Regions from separate parts of the Rattus norvegicus genome. Here region 2 is linked to region 1. The links are chromatin contacts, called in public Hi-C maps. All regions are on one chromosome and are shown on one strand. The core of a region is the stretch at or near the end of the contact, and the rest is flanking DNA. Distances in the headings are between cores, read along the strand shown. Region 1 overlaps Ankrd28 (ankyrin repeat domain 28). Region 2 holds the start of Ankrd28 (ankyrin repeat domain 28).

Evidence for each region. A called contact is a pair of places that touch in the nucleus more often than the background predicts.
Region 2: a contact with region 1 is called in a Hi-C map of Schwann cells, with 2.7 times the contacts expected there. The contact joins the promoter of Ankrd28 here to the enhancer-like site in region 1. A contact is called at or near these places in 2 of 12 Hi-C or Micro-C datasets (Schwann cells and hepatocytes).

Annotation. Positions count from the first base shown.
Region 1 is chr16:7,013,423-7,018,877 of GRCr8, reverse strand. All of the region lies in intron 1 of Ankrd28 (ankyrin repeat domain 28), which reads left to right. Among named protein-coding and RNA genes, the nearest start is that of Ankrd28, 40 kb to the left of the region's middle. Within about 2 kb of position 1,672, at least 5 of the 93 cell types and tissues checked have an H3K27ac peak or open chromatin away from gene starts, as enhancers often do. A contact at or near this core is called in Schwann cells, where this site is marked.
Region 2 is chr16:7,052,797-7,058,985 of GRCr8, reverse strand. Ankrd28 (ankyrin repeat domain 28) reads left to right here and starts at 2,393. Exons shown (of 28, transcript NM_001427331.1): 1 at 2,393-2,733. The coding sequence starts at 2,707.

The sequences.
Region 1 (5,455 bases), core at 423-2,922:
GTAACTACTTGTGAAGTAATAATATCAGCCCCTTTGGAGACAGTTCATGTAGAGTGAGCCCTGTGTTGGTTGAAGGCTTCAGTATATAGCAACTTAATAATTCTGGTAGATTTTCAGCGGGAAGGGGCCTATAAATCTTACTTCATGTTCTCAGAGAAGCCCAGACAAGAAAGTATTAAGTAGCTGGGGACAATGAGCAGTACTGCAGAATTTGTTTTATTTTGTCCCGTGAAACCAACAAATACTTGCATCCCACTGCCCTGCTCTCCATTCCTTTCCTCATTTCCTTACATAGTAAATGTAGTGCGTACTTTAATCATTAGCAGCCATAGGAAACACAAGGAGACTTCCGCTGTGTGAGTGTCTCCCGTGGGTTCAGTGAAAGTATCTTAGAGTCTTTCTCAGACCCCAGAGGAGGAGCGTTAGAGCGGGGCTCTGGTAAGGCAGAGGTTTGATGATTGTGCTGCTGTCTGCTGGCCTTCACGTGTGGAATGGAAACATTGTGAATACTCTGCAGGCATCACAGGAAGCAGCTTGGCTCCGTGGTGTTGCTTCATAGGCCGGGCAGCACTTTGCTTGCTGTCCTTTGTGAGGTGTCCTGTGCCCGCTAAGCAGTAATGCTGCATGGTGCGAAGTGGACGCAATACAAAATTGCTTCAAAACAGGAAAACAGCTCATTGGAGTTTTTAAATTTAATATGCTGTTAGTTTTATTTAGCTTTTTTTTTTTTAAAGAAGAAAACTGATAAGTTAGGTTTTCTACTAGGAGAAAATTATTTGGTATATTAAGCTAGAGTGAATATGGTCATATTCAGGATTCATGTCTGTGATACATAATTGATGGTGTATCTTGGCTTCCTCTTAAGAAATCTAGAGTACCTTCCAAATGACCTGTTTTGTTTTGTTTCTGCGGCACTGATAGACACCCACTGGGGAGGGGTCCTCAGGGCTTCCCCCCTTCCATTTCCCAGTCCTTTCCTTCATGTCTCATCACTCTCCTCATCCCTCACCAATACCACCCCCGTGAGACAGGGCATCACTGAGATCTGCCTGCCTCTGCTCCCGTGAGCCACCACACTTAACTATACTTTTAGAAGCATGTTGAATGGCTAATTCGTTGTTACCTGGGATGGTTGTTGATAACTAGGTTTTCACTAGAAAATCTATGTCTTTTCTACTTTCTGTTATTTGTAAACAAGTTTATAACTCTTGACTTATAAAGACTTTGGACATATCATAAAATGTACTTTATTCTAATTCATTTCTTAGCCCAGCCTTTGAGAAATGGATGGGCAAAACAGAAAAGCAAACAAAAATTCCTATGTAAAACACAAAAATAAACCTATGAGACTTTATCTGATAAATAATTTTACTTGTAAAAATTGCACCAAATAGTAGATTACTATTAAAACACACACACACACCCTTTTTCTCTGTTAATAATTCAAGACTACTGAATTTCCAACCTGCTTTTGCTATTATCCTTGCAAAAGTTGTAGTTCTTACCTTTTGCCACTGGGTGGTGCGTTTGCATTGTTATTAGCCTTTCTAAATTTTTATAAGGGAACCATTTTTGAAAATCCATGGTAAAATGAGGGTGGTGGGATAGTTTGTCATATAGTTTAAGTGAGTTTAAACAAATTAAAAAAATCTTGTGGTATACTATACAGTTGAAGTGAGTGAATGTGTGCATGCGTGTGTGCGTGTTTTGTGTGTATGTTTTGACAGTGTGTCATTGTGTAATTCTAGGCTGGTCGTGAGCTCTTGGCAAAACACCTTCCCCTGCCTCCCGAAATTTAGGATTGCAGACATGTGCAACATACTTAATTTATATTTTTACCCTCAAGGATAAATCCTTGTATGTGAGTGGAATGTTCAAGACCTGTGCCTTACTGTATTTCCTAATATAATGTTTCAGTTATCACCTTTAAAACATTCTAGATGTTTTGAAGATGAGAGTGGTGGCATATGCTTTTAATTGTAGAATTCGAGAGGCAGAAGCAAGAGGATCCTTGGGAATTTAAGGCCAATCTGGTTCACAGAGTGAGTTCCAGGACATCTAGGGCATGACCATGTCTCAATAAAACCAAAGAAAGAAAAGATACTCTGATACTACAGGCAATAGCTTTATCAAGCCAAAGACCTTATACATCCTAGGCAAGCTGTCTACCCCGAAGCACACAGTTGATATTGTAGTTTAAATGACATCCAAGAAAAAAAAATCACAATTTCTTAGGTTATAATAGTTAAAATATAGGAAGCTCAGGTTTTAGAAACTGTCTTTGATGATCATTTTTTTCTTTTCTCCTGTCCCATAGCCATTCACATCTTTTTAATAAATGCTTTTGATCAATATTATGATGGTTTATTGACATTCCTTATTTGAGTGAGTTGAGTAGTTTGGCGTTATTGGGATTATAACAAGGTTCTAGTGCAGAGGAGAAAGCAAACATAAAAGACTACCCATCTTGGCGTCTGCTCAGACTGTCTGAGTGTGTGTCAGTGTTCACATGTGAGTGCAGGTGTTCTCAGATCTGCTGGAGCAGACGGACGTGAGCCACCCGTGTTAGGAGCAGAGCGTGGGTCTTCTGCAAGAGCAGTTTGCTTCTGGGCCAGTCTTCTAGCTGTTATTTTACAGCTTTGGGGGAATAAATTTAGAGGGTTTTATAACCCAGTAAATTTAGAAGACCTTTTCCCAACCTTCCTAATGCTATCATCCTTTAATACAGTTCTTCATGTTGTGATGACCCCAACCATAAAATTATTTCATTGTCACTTCATAACTACCATTTTGCTATGAATTATAACATAAATATCTGATATGCAGGATATCTGACATGCAGACCTGCTCAAAGAGGTCACTACCAACAGGTTGAGAACCACTTGTTCAGAGTATCACAGTAGCATAGATGAAGGGCTCTGACTTGTAGGTTTACTTTTTAGCAGACTTCTTTTTTTTTTTATTTTTTTATTTACATTTCAAATGTTATACCCTTTTCCAGTTTCCTGTTCACCCCCGTCCTCCCTCCCCCTGCTTCTGTGAGGGTGCTCCCCTACCCACCCACCCCTTCCTGCCTCCCTACCCTGACATTCCTACACTGGGGCATTGAGCCTTGGCAGAACCAAGGGCTTTCCCTCCCATTGGTGCCCAGCAAGGCCGTCCTCTGCTCCATATGCGGCTGGAGCCATGGGTCTCCCTGTGCTCTCAGCAGTGAGTCTTCGTGTATGGAGTCTGTAAGCTTTGGTAATGGGGACCATTGTCACTGAACCTTTCTGGGCTTTACTTTTCTTAGTTATAGGATGATATTTCAGTTCAGCAAAATGAGAGTCCTGGCTCTAAGGAGTACTGTTACTCAGAAGTAAATACATGAGCTGTGAAGGGGAGAATAAATAACCCATAATCCTGCTGTGGCTTAATTGGTCTGTTGTTGCTTTTTGAAAACATTAAGAGCCAAAATAAGAACAACAGCAACAGCAACAGCAACAACATCAACACCACACACACACACACACACACACACACACACACACACACACACCCCATACCTTCTGGGCTTCTACCTAACATGTAGAAGACCTGAGTTCAATTCCCAACACTGAAACTTAGTAACTAAGACTATCTTACAATTCTCCCTCTGCCTCTGTCTGTCTGTCTGTCTCTGTTTTATCCAGGTAAGGTTTCTAGGTCCTGCGTTGTTTCTAGAATTCCTACTGAGGAACAGACCCATAGCTCAGTGGATAGAGTGCTTGCTCGCTCGGCCTTTGTAAGGCTCCTGCCTGCAGGTCACATACACAGGGGATATGTGCATTTTGTGGCATGTGCTGTATTTTAATCGTTCTTTTATCCTGCGTTACAGTGGTTTTCAGATCCTAAGTGATGGTCATAAGATCTTCTATGCGTGCTGTCTAAGCTTCGTATTGTTTACTTATTGACGTCAGCATGTCAGCAATGGAAATGCTAGCCCAGAAGTCTGAAAGGCAGATCGCTGCTGTTGATGGTTGTTGGCAGGTTTTCGTTTGTTTTCCTCTAGAGAAATTGAGTTCCCCATCTTTCACTGTCTGTGGTTTCTGCCTAGAATTCTGCAGTAGCGTACTGCTGGTTAGTGCTGCCATAGTAGCGGCTCGTTCTGGGTTACCTTTTATGTCCATAGTGAGATTTTTTTTTTTTATGTATAAACTTGATTTTCACTTTTCAATTTGGTTTTAAATGTATATTTCATCGTTTTTCAGATTAAAATGTTTTTGTTATAATGTGGACTCATGGCCCTTCATGTCTTAGCTGCTATCTAATTTTCTACCTTATTTTATATAGTCCTACTGGATATTCTATGGATGGAGAGGTAGCCAGGAAGAGGGAACAGCCTGGAAGAGAAAGGCAGAGCTGTATAGAGTGTCATGGTGTATTTTCAGTGCAACAGATTGGCATGTGTGACACTTAAGGCAGGGCAGTAATGGAAGTTGTTTTGATTGTGTGTGCTACACCTCATTGTGTGTGTGTGTGTGTGTGTGTGTAAGTGTGTGTGTTACACCTCATTGTGTGTGTGTGTCACACCTCATTGTGTATGTGTGTGTTACACCTAATTGTGTGTGTGTCACACCTCATTGTGTATGTATGTGTTACACCTAATTGTGTGTGTCACACCACATTGTGTGTGTGTGTCACACCTCATTGTGTGTGTCATACCTCATTGTGTGTGTGTTACACCTCATTGTGTATGTGTGTGTTACACCTCATTGTGTGTGTTACACCTCATTGTGTATGCGTGTTTACACCTCATTGTGTGTGTGTGTGTCACACCTCATAGAGGTCAAAGGAAATATGTGGGCGTTGGTCCTCTCCTCCCGTCACATGGGCTCGGGGTCAGCTTAGCTTCTCAGGCTTGCTATCAAGTGTCTTAGCCCAGTGAGCCATCTGACTGCCCTGAGACAAATGTCTACTTGAACTGACAGATACAACAGCAGAAATAGTCACCTAATAAGATGACCTGCGTACAGGCAAGCATATTGGCCAAAGGGGAGGACTAAAAGAAGCTGTGTCGCCTGTCTGTCCTCTCAGCACACAAGCACAGGCATTCTGGAGATGACACTGAATGGAAGCAAAGCAACAGCCAGCAATGGAGAAGACCTCTAGAAAATGATGAGCTTAGGAAAACAGTGAGTTTTCTGTTTTAACAACAGAAGGTAAAGTGCCCTTTTTAAGGTAGTATAGATTGAAGAGTTTATGCATAAGAACTTAGGGTCTTATTTGGAATCTAAATGAACACTTTGAAAAATCTGCCTTTGTTTCCTTTCATTAGAGTATAAACAAAAACAATTTTTTTTCTTTTTTTTTTCAGAGCTGGGGACCGAACCCAGGGCCTTGTGCTTGCTAGGCAAGCGCTCTACCACTGAGCTAAATCCCCAACCCCAACAAAAACAATTTTAATAAGGCTAGACAGCAAGTACATAGGGTCTTT
Region 2 (6,189 bases), core at 1,144-3,643, 39 kb before region 1:
GATCAGGATAGCTTCATCCTCATGGAGATCTACCTGCCTATTATTCCCAAGTGCTAGAACAAAAGGCATATGCTGCCACACCTGGCTGAGCTCTTTAAAATTTTAACAGATGCAAGAATAAGAATATCTTTTAATGTTAATGAAACTTGAACACAAATATTTTTCAATTTATTGCTTAATTATATAGAAGTTTTATTTCTATTTTTTTCCAGAAGCAATAGTTGCTACTATCTCAACAGCTATGAAAATACTGATATTGAATTTGAGTGGTCCTTAAGAATTCCCAGTTTTTCATATTATTATCTTGCTTGATTGTGTGATATGAGTAGGCTTGGTAATATTAAGCTTAACCTTTCTTTTTTAAAAAATAAACAGCGAGGGGTTGGGCATTTAGCTCAGGGGTAGAGCGCTTGCCTAGGAAGCGCAAGGCCCTGGGTTCGGTCCCCAGCTCCGAAAAAAAAAAAAAAAAAAAAAAACAGCGAGTAAGACATACAAGATGTTAAAGTATTCAAGACGGAGAAAGGTGAACCCACCAAGGACTGGAGCACCTTTGCAGCACGATCACACACTCTGTAGTGCAGAGATTGAATGCTGTAAAATACTTTCACCAGTTACTCTTCATTAGAAATTTTCATCACTTCAATCCTAATACACATTTGGTCCGCTATCTCAACCCATACCCTCAAAACCACTTGTATGTTCCCCAAGTCAGTCTGTGCTGTGTTCCTAATCAAGTACCTGTTGTGCTTTTAAATTGTAGAACTTTAACCCAGAGGAGAGCTTACTGAGGATGGGCGTTTGTTCAGTTGTATTAATTGCTGAGTCAACATTCAGTGTTAAACAGGCAAATACACAGAAGAGAGTAAATCTTTCATCCTCGAGGAAGGTAAAACTCTATTTGCTGTAGCACATGGACAATTATAATCACAAAATATTGTAGTAATGTCGTCACAGCACCTTTGTTTTGAAGAAGTCAAAAGCTTTCATACTGCTAACTCATTCACCTTCAATGCCCTGGTAGAGACATGGGAGTGACAGAAACCTCATCATTGGCCAGAGTTGATGCAGAAAGGAATAAATTTCTTTGAAGAAAATGCAAAGCAAGAATCTTTTTTTTTCCCTGACTAAGCCTCTTCCATCAGTTATGAGTATTCCTCCATTTTAAAGTAGCAAATACCATCCATGGTAAAAATGTAATTTTAGAAAAGGGATGTTTCAGCAGAATTATGGCATAGTTATGTTAAGAAATATTGGAAGGTTCTTACTGCATTTGATCTTGCACTTTGATATTTTCTTTTCTTGTGGGGCTAAAGAGTTGTTTTTAATAGCAGCATTATAATAAAGTGACAGTCCTGGCACAGATCCCCATTTTTCTAGACTGCCATTAGGCTCAAATCAGCTCAAATCAATTCTCTAAATTAAGTCTGTCCCAAGAGACACGCCAATGCAGGGAAAAGATGAGATTTGTTTTTGTTTTTTGTTTTTTTTAAACCAAGCCCGATATCTCACGTTTGTGTTCTAACCATCTGTACCTTTTATTAATCAGGGGCTGGAGCCGCCCAGGCTGACAGACACAGAACAACAATCCTCTCCCACACAAGCCTAGAATGGTAACAGTGTGCGGCTGCCTAAGAAAGAAAAGCCTTTTCTGAGCTGTGGGTTGGCGTGGGTGTGTGTGCCAGGGCGAGAGAGTCATTCCTCTTCTTCATCCAAGGATGCTATTTATTGGAAATCCTGCACATCTTTTTGAAAAAATTGATTTCTCTCGAGTGGGAGGCAAAACCCTTTGGATGATAAAGAAGAAAGGGGGAAAACACATGCAAGATTGAAAGGGGCGCTTTGGAGAGAAAAGCTCGGTGGTCCCAACCTGTTCAGGCTGTGAAGGCCACGCCCTTCAATCCCGCGTGCCAGCAGTCCCTCCCCAAACCCCACGTACACGTCTCTCCCAGAGCCGCGGAGGCATTCTCACTCTCGCTCCACGTGCGAGTCCGGTTCCCCGTTGCCCTCGCTATTCTGATGGAAGAAGCATCAGCTCCGAGGTCTCCCTCGCTCGCACCGGTTCCGGCTGCCTTCTCCGCACCTGACTGAGCTGAGCTTGTGCACGCCACCTCCACGTGCCATCCCCGGCCGTTACCCGGTACCCAGTTTCCGTCCCTCCCCACCTCCAGCCCCGGCTCCTCCCACCGCGCCCGGGGCGCGCGCTCAGAAACCCGGCCACCTGGCCCGCCCGCTCCGCGCGCCGCCGCTTCCTGTGCCCCGCCCCTCTCCCGGCGGGGAGGCGGGGCCTGGGCGCGAGCGAGCGCGGCGGCGTGGCCAATGGGCGCCGGGCTTACTCTGGCCTCTCCCCCGCGCGGCCGCCAATCGCGGCGGGCGGTGGTGGTAATATTGTGGAGTGGAGTTTGGATGCCGCCGCGGCCGCGGGCTGGAGCGGCGCGGCGGCGGGGGCTGCCAGGGTATTTCGGGAAGGGGGTGTGAGGCGGCGGCGAAGGCGGCGGCTGCGTGTGGGAGGTGGCTGAGAGGGAGAGGGAGAGAAAGGACGGAAGAAAGAGGGCGGGAGTCCTCGGTGGAGGAGGCGGGACCGGCGGGGCTCTTCGCGGCGGCGGCGGGCGGCCGGGGAGGCGGCGCCGCCCCCTGCCCGCGCTCTCTTCAACGTAGCCGGCCACCTACCCGCCGGGCGCGGGTAGTGGCGGAACGGAGGCGACCGCCATGGCGTTCCTCAAACTCCGCGACCAGGTAGGTGAGGGGCGGCAGGGCGGGATCGCGCCACCGAGGAACCGGAGGAGGGTGTACCCGCGGCGTGGGCCGCCCGGGTGCCCGCTCGGCTCGGTGGCAGCGAGGGAAGAGTGTCCCGGGCCGGGAGCGGTGCGGGCCGTCCGCCTGTCAGTGCAGCCCCAGCTCCGAGAAACCCACGTGCCGCCGGGGGATCGCGGCCCCGGCCACAGGGGCGGGTTCGGCGCTCGCCGCCCTCGCGTCCGGCGCGCTGCCGGGTAGGCGCCTCCTCTTTCCTGCCAGGTGAGGCTCGGGCCTAACAGGTGGCTTTGCGGTGCTGAGTAGGAGCGGTGCTGGCGGCGGCCGTGTCCCGGGGTCACGACCTTGCTCTCGGGTTCGCCGCGTGGGGTGGTTCACGGTCCACCGCACTGTCTCTGCGGAGAGGTGGTGGCGGAAGAAAGCAAACCCACCAGTCCGGATTGATTCTGCTGGAGTCTAGTTGTTACCGTGCATATCCCCAGACTCTTTCTCTTGGCATATTCTGCACCATCTTGGTTTAGTTTTCTTGACTTAGGAAGAGCTTGTCAAAGAACACCTGAAGTGCTCAAAAGACTGACACTTGTGGGCTGGGAAAAATAACACTGTATCTACCAATGAAATCGCAACTATGTCTGAATGAACGCTTGTTACCCTTAAAAAGGTGGGAAGGTGAATCATAAGACTTTCAGGAGATGCAGACGCTCCCCAGTGTTAAACGTCTCTCCTAAGGAAAAGGGAAATTAACCAGTGGAATTCACAGAGTCGTGGGAACCTATTAATGCTAAGTACCTATTTTGCCATTGTTTTTCTGAATAGGAGATACGGAACAGATTTGAAGGGAAAGTTACTTGCATGGATTGAGAAACCATTCAGAAAGAGGACACAGGCTTAACAAAAAGATAGGGGAAAACTTAATATGTTTTATATACTTTTCTACCAATTAAAACGTAAGTTCTGCATCTAGCTAATGTTAATTTCTCATTTCAAAAGCGAATATTCTATTTAAGCTGAATGCTGGCTTTATCGTATCATTTTAGCTGATATTAACAATAGTTTATGATACTTTGAAAAACTGGTTGATAAATTTGTATTTCAAATTATGTGAATAACTTTACTGTTCAGCATGTTACATCAGTTACGCACAGTGTCTTTAAGCTGATTACAATTAAAATATAGTTTCATAATTGTGCTAGTTGCTTTTCAAAAGTGCTAACTAGCTACAGGTCGCTCGGTTACTGTATTAAATACAGTAAAGCCTCTCATTGCACAAAGTTCTGTCAGGGAAAAAAAACCTGTTAATAACAAGCAGCGTTCAAGCCCAAATCATCTAATTCTTACATAGCTAATACCATAAAACTCAAGATCTAGATTTTCAACTAATCTTTATTACTGTAGTAACACTTTGTACCTGCATATTTGTTCTAATCCTTCCTTCAGTTTTGGAAATGTATTTTGTGATTTGGTCATTGTGTGTATTAGGGATTTGGTAGGCTATTTATAAAAACCATGAATAAAAAATAAAAATCCATTTGCATCTTTGCATTAGAGTAACTAGAGTTTTGAAGCAGTCATAACACTGACTCAGTTTTATATAATATTTGTTAATACCCAGTGGTGATATTGATCTTTAAAATGTCGCCTGTAAACTTGAGAATGCTTGACTAAGTTAATGAGATGGCCTCGCTGGGGAAGACTTACTGTACTACTGAAAAATTGGCTCATCTGGTTCTTTTGAAAGACAAAAGCTGAAGAGTCTGTTTTGTCTAATATAAAGGGAATTGCACCTTTTCTTTAGAATCAGTTTATGTATTGATATGTCAAAAGACATTGGAAATGATGATAGAAAGGGAGTGGGATGCAACAGTTTAATGTTTTCCATTTGTATGAAAAGCACATTAGCCGGACAAAGTCGTTTTTGGAGGAAGGGTGAGAAGATCTGGATATGTACACAGGATTTTAAACATGGAAGGTAGTTGATATCACTTTTAACCTTGCAAAGAATAATAAAAAGAAGCTAGACATGAATGAGTAAGGATTTTCTTCAACATTGAAGTCTGAGAATAGTTCTACGTAAAGATATAAAATCAGAGGTGAGAGATGATACTATCAGTAAAGAGCTCACATCTACAAAAGCATGAGAATCTGAGTTTGGTTCCCAAAAACTCCATAAAAAACCTGGGCATGGGTTTGGGGATTTAGCTCAGTGGTAGAGCACTTGCCTAGCAAGCACAAGGCCCTGGGTTCGGTCCCCAGCTCCGAAAAAAAAAAAGAAAAGAAAAAAAAAAAAAAAAACCTGGGCACAGTGGCACATGCTTGTAATCTCAGCGCTGGGGAGGTAGAGACAGGTAAATCCCTGGGCGTCTTAACCAGCCAGCCTAGTCTACTTACTTTTACTTGTGAAGAATGACACTGGAGATTGATTTCTGGCCTCCACTTGCACATGGGCACCCACAGGAACACAGACACATACATGAAAGATACACAGTGAAGACAGATATAAAATCATTAAGCAAATAAAGGAAATTGTCCTCATTCTGTAGTCAGAATATGACAGCATTTATTTTGTGGCAGCATGTAATTAAGGGGATAAGAAAGAATTATTGTATTACTTTCTGCCCATGAGTAGATGAAAATATTTTTTAAATTGTTAGTAAAATGAAACTTTGTTTTCTGTTGATAACAGTAGATGGGAACTTTTTTCCTGAATTACTTTAATTTGGCTTATATAACATTCATCCGTAACAGTGTTAGGATTTTTCTCTCCTGAGGTTATCACTGGCTATTTTTCTCCTTAGGTGATGAAAATTATTCATATATGGTTACATTTTAAATCATAAGCATTATGTTTTATTAAGGAAGGTTGCTGGTCTTTGTTTAGGTTTCCTATTTCAGAAGCTAAATAGCAACTGGCACTTGTATGTAGAAACTGATGGGGAGTGGTGGAGATCATGACCTTAGTGTCAGGCATGCTAGTCACTGCTCAGCCCTGAGCCTTTGTTGTGCAGGTGTGTCTAGTATTTCTGAAATTCTGTTTTCCTTTAGGATATCAGAAGTCCAGATTGTTAGGGAAAAATCTATTTATAGATGTTAGTATGTAACTACCAGTGACAACAGTAAATACTCAGGGTATAAAAGAGGACTAGTATGAAACTAGTGTGTAACGCTAATTCAGATGAGTTGGAGAAAAACTCCAAAAATGGTTCTCATATTAAACCGAGTGTTCTTTGACAACAAAGGACCACAGTGGTCATAAACCCCCAACCCCCTCCTCCCCAGTGTTTTGTGTGTGTGTGCATGTGTGCACGTGTGCATGTGTGCACGTGTGCATGTGTGCGTGTGTGCATGTGTGTTGTGTAGCCAGGGATTGGATCTAGGACTTCTTCCATGATAGGCAGGCACACCACCAACCTGGTCATAAACCTTTTTAAAAATTTAGAATTT